2 separate regions of the Lactuca sativa genome follow, and region 2 is linked to region 1. The links are chromatin contacts, called in public Hi-C maps. All regions are on one chromosome and are shown on one strand. Each heading gives the region's core, a stretch centred on a gene start, on an enhancer-like site or on the middle of the called end of the contact. The rest is flanking DNA. Distances are from core to core; before and after follow the strand shown. Region 1 holds the start of LOC111877125 (pleiotropic drug resistance protein 1). Region 2 holds the start of LOC111877160 (probable 2-oxoglutarate-dependent dioxygenase AOP1).

The links. Hi-C and Micro-C count contacts between places; a contact is called where the count stands out from the background.
Region 2: a Hi-C map of leaf shows a contact between it and region 1, with 5 times the contacts expected there. The contact joins the promoter of LOC111877160 here to the promoter of LOC111877125 in region 1. A contact is called at or near these places in 3 of 4 Hi-C or Micro-C datasets (bud and leaf).

Annotation. Positions count from the first base shown.
Region 1 is chr4:188,668,562-188,671,541 of Lsat_Salinas_v11, reverse strand. LOC111877125 (pleiotropic drug resistance protein 1) reads left to right here and starts at 1,547. Exons shown (of 22, transcript XM_023873658.3): 1 at 1,547-2,270; 2 at 2,355-2,475; 3 at 2,554-2,642; 4 at 2,726-2,810; 5 at 2,893-2,980. The coding sequence starts at 1,900.
Region 2 is chr4:189,048,474-189,051,711 of Lsat_Salinas_v11, reverse strand. It overlaps LOC111877160 (probable 2-oxoglutarate-dependent dioxygenase AOP1), which reads left to right and starts at 1,400. Exons shown (of 3, transcript XM_023873689.3): 1 at 1,400-1,826; 2 at 1,894-2,215; 3 at 2,293-2,738. The coding sequence starts at 1,453. The coding sequence ends at 2,538.

The DNA.
Region 1 (2,980 bases), core at 298-2,797:
TATTTATATTCAATAATAAATACATATTAATTTCATTAATAAACTTTTCTTTTAATTTTAAAATTACCAAATTAAAGATTCATTAATTTTCTTTATTTATTTATCTAAATTATTTGTTTAAATTTAAACGAGAAAAAAAACACTTTAATTTTTATAATTCAATATTTCTCACTTTTCTTATAAATTCATACTTTTCAAAAGTATAGAATTATGTATTTAGTTTTTTTTAAATAAACTCATGTAATACATGAGTCTCACACCTAGTAGCATATATATAAAATGACGACACGATTTTTCTTTTATATATATATATATATATATATATATATATATATATATATATATATATATATATATATATATATATATATACCATCTATTAAACAACAAAGCCTACTCCTAGGTTTAATTTAATGTATAGAAATAAAATATAAATCTATTTATTTATTAATTATATATTTTATTCGGTTAAACCAAAAAGAATGAATTTTAACCAAAACCAAACTATATATATATATATATATATATATATATATATATATATATATATATATATATATATATATATATATATATATATATATATATATTAAACAACAAAGCCTATTCCTAGGTTTAATTTAATTTATAGAAATAAAATATAAATCTATTTATTTATTAATTATATAGTTTATTCGGTTAAACCAAAAAGAATGAATTTTAACCAAAACCAAACTATATATATATATATATATATATATATATATATATATATATATATATATATATATATATATATTAAGCAACAAAGCCTATTCCTAGGTTTAATTTAATTTATAGAAATAAAATATAAATCTATTTATTTATTAATTATATAGTTTATTCGGTTAAACCAAAAAAATGAATTTTAACCAAAACCAAACCAAATAAAATAACCTTATTTGGTTAACCAAACCAAATTAAGTGGAAACTAAATAAACCAAGCTAATTAAACCCAAACCTCATTCGATTCAGTTTCATAATTAAACCCAAACATCATTTTGGTTTTTTTTTCTCATACATAAGAGTATTCATAATGGTGAGTTCAATTGGAGAGTTGAATCTTGAATGAGGTGACAAACCCATGTGTCATTCAATGAATAAAACTCTATTATTATGATATGTCACCTTAACATTTAATAAATTTGGAGTTCAATGACTATTTTTTGTAACATTTTATTGAACTTTGTAGAGTTCAATGCATTGTAGAGAAAAAAAATAATAGATTTCTATGGATTATAGAAAAATGATGTGACGATCTATTGAATTTTATGGAGCTCAATGCAGCGTGAATGCATGTTAACATGTACATAATGACATGTTTTTAGTGCTATTTTAAAACATTTTCAGAATTGGATTCGACTACTTTGACTAACGAAGGTCTGTTAAGTACTGAAACAGGCATATTATATATTTCATTTCTGATTTAAAAGCAATAGTACAAGGGACTGATTCTACAATTTATTCATTTTATTACGATGTTTTGTTCTGGAACAAAAGGAAGAAGTATCTTCCAACAATAATTCAAACTTAGCCGCCTGAGGCTGCGCTGTTCTTTCCCATTCATTTAGCATAGCCGCCTCAAATCCTTTAAAAAGAAGATTTGCTTTCCTTACAAAATATACACCTTGATACAACACACACACCCCTCCTGTATCATCTTCAATCTCCCCTCTCCCATATACAGATTTGTATCTTTACAGACTACAACATCTACGAGATACACTTTCTCTCTCTTCCCCATATTCAAGAAAATATCACACTGTTCTTCCACTTTCATCAAAAAACCCCACCAGGCTTTTAATTCCTTCAGGGGAGTTCATACAAATTTTGGATTCTTGGCCAAAAATTTGGGGGTTTTGATTAGCGTTTTCAGTAACAATGGATGGAAGTGACATATACAAAGCGGTTAATAGTATAAGGTTAGGGAGTTTAAGAGCAGGGAGTACACGAGTACCAAGTTTAAGATCTGGAAGTACTTCAGTATGGAGGAATTCCGGCATGGATGTTTTCTCGAAATCTTCCCGCGAAGACGACGATGAAGAAGCTCTTAAATGGGCTTCTCTTGAAAAGCTACCAACTTTCGATCGTTTAAAGAAAGGTTTACTTTTTGGATCAACTGGACCATCTAACGAAGTTGATATCGACAATCTTGGAGTAGAAGATCGAAAGCATTTACTCGATAGGCTTGTCAAAACTGCCGATGAAGATAATGAGAACTTCTTGTTGAAGCTCAGGGCCAGACTCGACAGGTTACCATTTTCCCTCTTTATTTATTTATTTTTTTCATTTCTTGATTTCAATCGTGATCGTTATTTTTTGTGGGAATTTTGTAGAGTTGGGATTGATTTGCCGACAATCGAAGTTAGATATGAACATGTCACTGTCGAAGCAGATGTTAACACTGGTAGTCGAGCTTTACCTAGTTTCATCAACTTCCACATTGACTTTTTCGAGGTAAGAATTCAATCAAAGTCAGATTTGATCTATTTAATACTTTACTTAATTTTTTCTGTTCATTTTTATGTCTCATAGGGGTTATTGGCTAGATTCAATCTACTTCCGAATTCAAAGAAACATATAACCATTCTCGATGATGTTAGTGGTTGCATTAAATCTAGCAGGTGATAAAAACAATCTTATTTTTTTTTATTAAAATTATATATTAAATTAATTGTACTCATAATCTTTAACAAAACTTATGTAGAATGACATTACTTTTGGGTCCACCGAGTTCTGGGAAGACGACCCTCTTGCTAGCTTTGGCTGGGACACTCGACAAATCGCTTAAGGTAAATTTACATCTTTACCCTTTGTGGATCTTTATCGTCACCCTTCTAGAACTTCAAGTAATTGGTTTTTTCGTAAATATAGAGTTCTGGTAAGGTGACTTACAATGGGCACGAGTTGCATGAATTTGTACCCGAAAGAACTTCAGCTTACATCAGTCAAAATGATGTCC
Region 2 (3,238 bases), core at 151-2,650, 380 kb before region 1:
AAAACATCAGTTGGTCTAAGTGTTGATTTTCCTTCCAATGGGTCGGTTAGAAAGTTCGCAGATGCTTTTTCCTTGGCAGAAACCCCAGTGCGCCTAAATATATCGAAACGAATATCCCTAACCAAATCATATTGGTACTTCAAACCTGAGAGCTCTTTACAATGAACTGTGTGCTTCCAAAAAAATCCAAGTCTGCCTTGCGACAAACAGGGCAAGTCTCATCAGCTGGAACAAGTTGCAGGTTTCATGGAGAATCATTCCATAACGACGAAAAACAAATGTTCAATTTCCAACTTTTTTTAGTGTAATTATAAGAAATTAAGGTCATGTTTTTAAACATCATATCTCAATGTTCAAAACGAATTAATTATAAATCATTATACATTTTCATTAAAAAAATTACACGATAACTTGTCAGTAGCATTATTTTAACATATCTTTAAATATATCATTTGTCGCTAAATATCTTTTGTATTAAACATGTAAAAAATTTAACCTATGATCAGGTGTAAGCATCATGTTTGCCACTGAAGTATGCTGCTCTAATTAATGAGGGTGTGTCCACTTGATTAATATTTTACTGAATAAAATCAGAATGAAAAGATATAAGATAACATATCATTATATTGTATTCTTATTTCTATAAGTAAAATGAAAATGCTAAAGTAGATTATAATATTTACTTTATCATATAATAAATTAAAAGTGATGATAGCTCATGCAACCCGTGATGTGCGCTATGTTTGTAACAGGTGCAAGAATTGTTCATATCGTGAACTCATACACCTCGATATCATTACACACGAGTGAACTCTGTTTTTATACGCAAACTGTTGGTTCAGATATTGTAGGTCTATTGAAAAAATTAATGTAGTCAAAACAAGATCGAGATTCTGAGTTCTGACATGTATTATTGCAATTAGAACCATCATGATTTGATTAACATAGGGATGACACAATTATATAATCATACACCACGAATAGGACGCGCACAAAAACAATACCAAAAATCTAACATCATAAAAGGGGACCGTAGTAAACAACTTATCGTAACCGTGACAAATTTAACAATGTTTTTATGAGAAAATCAGCATCGCCTTTGTACTTTTTTATTTGAGAAATGATATTGATTAACGACCATGCATCAATCAAACAATTAATTAAGTCTTATTAGCTTATTAGCTTGAACTAAAGAGCAATTAGTCAACATCAAGCAATTAAAGGTACAATCATGTAGCTATTAAGTGACTCATGTGGTACCAAACTTCTATTTCGTTTTCCGGAATTGGACCACTAATGATAATGATGTTCTACCATATATGTACTTCAATACTTTAAAATTTCAGGACACAATATTTTAAACTATTTTCTGCATGCAATACTAGTTATATATCATAATGGTGTTAAAGAGTTTTAAACCCGTAGAGAACAAAATCAAACATCTACGATATAATGGGGTCCTTGACACAATCCAAACTTCCTGTTATCGACCTCACTCGTAAAAACATAAACCCTGCTTCAAGTTCTTGGATCACAAAGTGTGATGAAGTTATCCGTGGGCTTGAGGAATATGGTTGTTTCATAGCCATGTATGATGGAGTTTCTCAAGAACTCCATGACTCGATTTTCCTTGCATCACAAGACCTTTTTGATCTTCCTATTGAAACCAAAGTCCTAAACACTTCAGATACACCATCTCATGGTTATGTTGGGAAAGAACCCATAGTTCCTCTTTACGAAGGCTTAGGCATTGAGGATGCAACAACTACGAAAGGAGCTGAAAGATTCACAAAACTCATGTGGCCTTATGGGAATGAAAGTTTTAGGTATGCTTTCTTACTTTACGTTATATCCAACATCTACTAATAATTCATTTTTCACATTTTTTTTTAGTAAAAGTGCATTGATGTTCTCAAAGGCTGTAGCGGAATTAGATCAGATAGTTATGGGGATGGTAGCAAAAAGTTACGGAATAGAACAACACTATAAGTCTCTCTTTGGGTCGACAACTTATCTTCTTCGATTCATAAAGTACCTATGCCCTCAAGGCAATGGGCAAAATCTAGGTCTTGTTCCTCACACTGATAAGAGTTTCATGTCCATTCTTCATCAAAAACAAGTAAAGGGTTTGGAGATAAAGACAAAAGATGGACAATGGATTGAAGTTGATCCTTCTCCGTCATCATTCATAGTCATGGCAGGCGATGCTTGCATGGTAGGTAGCATACTAACTAGCTAGTATTAATAGTATTGTGAAAATCTGTGAAATTTATGATGTTTGCATTTTCATAGGCATGGACAAATGGAAGAATTGAAGCACCGTGTCATAGGGTGATGATGCAAGGAAATGAAGAGCGATTTTCATTAGGGTTATTTACGTTTATCAGGGATTTGAATATAGAGATTCCTCAAGAACTCGTTGATGAAGACAATCCTCTACAATTTGAGGCATTCGACAACTACAAATACATTCATTACTATTACACAGATGAAGGGAAGAGATCTAAGTGCCCCATCAAATCTTACTGTGGAATTTGAGTTGTATATTGTTCAAAATCAAGGTAGCACCGGATGTATGTTTGATCATATTATATGTTTCAAGTTGTTTCTTGTTTCCATGTAAAGTACAAATAATAAATATATATACAAGCTGCATGGATTGGCATTAGGCCTTGGGCCTCTTGGGGTCTGCCTGATTAATTAAATATCTTTTTAATTAAGCCTAAATTTATGCCCAATTAAGATAGCCTAAAACAACATTCCAAGCTCATCCATCTTAGCCTAATGTTTTATCCATATTGATAAACTAGTAATGCTTATGCTTATAAGGAAGAGATTTTTCTTTCTTGCTTCCAGTATTGGACAAGTCCTACAAGGCTAATTTCATTAAACAAAGTTTCAACAATACCTTACATGTTGGAAAGGGATATCTTAGTGAGGGTCTTTTTAAAGTCACTACTAGAAAAACAGCCTTTTACGACGCTCATTGCGCGTCGTAAACGGCTCAGACGACGCGCAAATGCGTGTCAAGGAAGACCCTGTCATAAAGAGAGACGACACGCTTTTGCGCGTCGTCTATAGACGACGTGCATTTACGACGCGCAATTACGACACGCAATGCGTATCAAGGAAGGCCATGTCATAAAGGAAGACGACACGCATTCGCGCGTCGTAACCTTACGACGCGCGTGTCAATGACACGCAATGCTTATCAAGGAAGCCGTTACTAGCTTGAAAC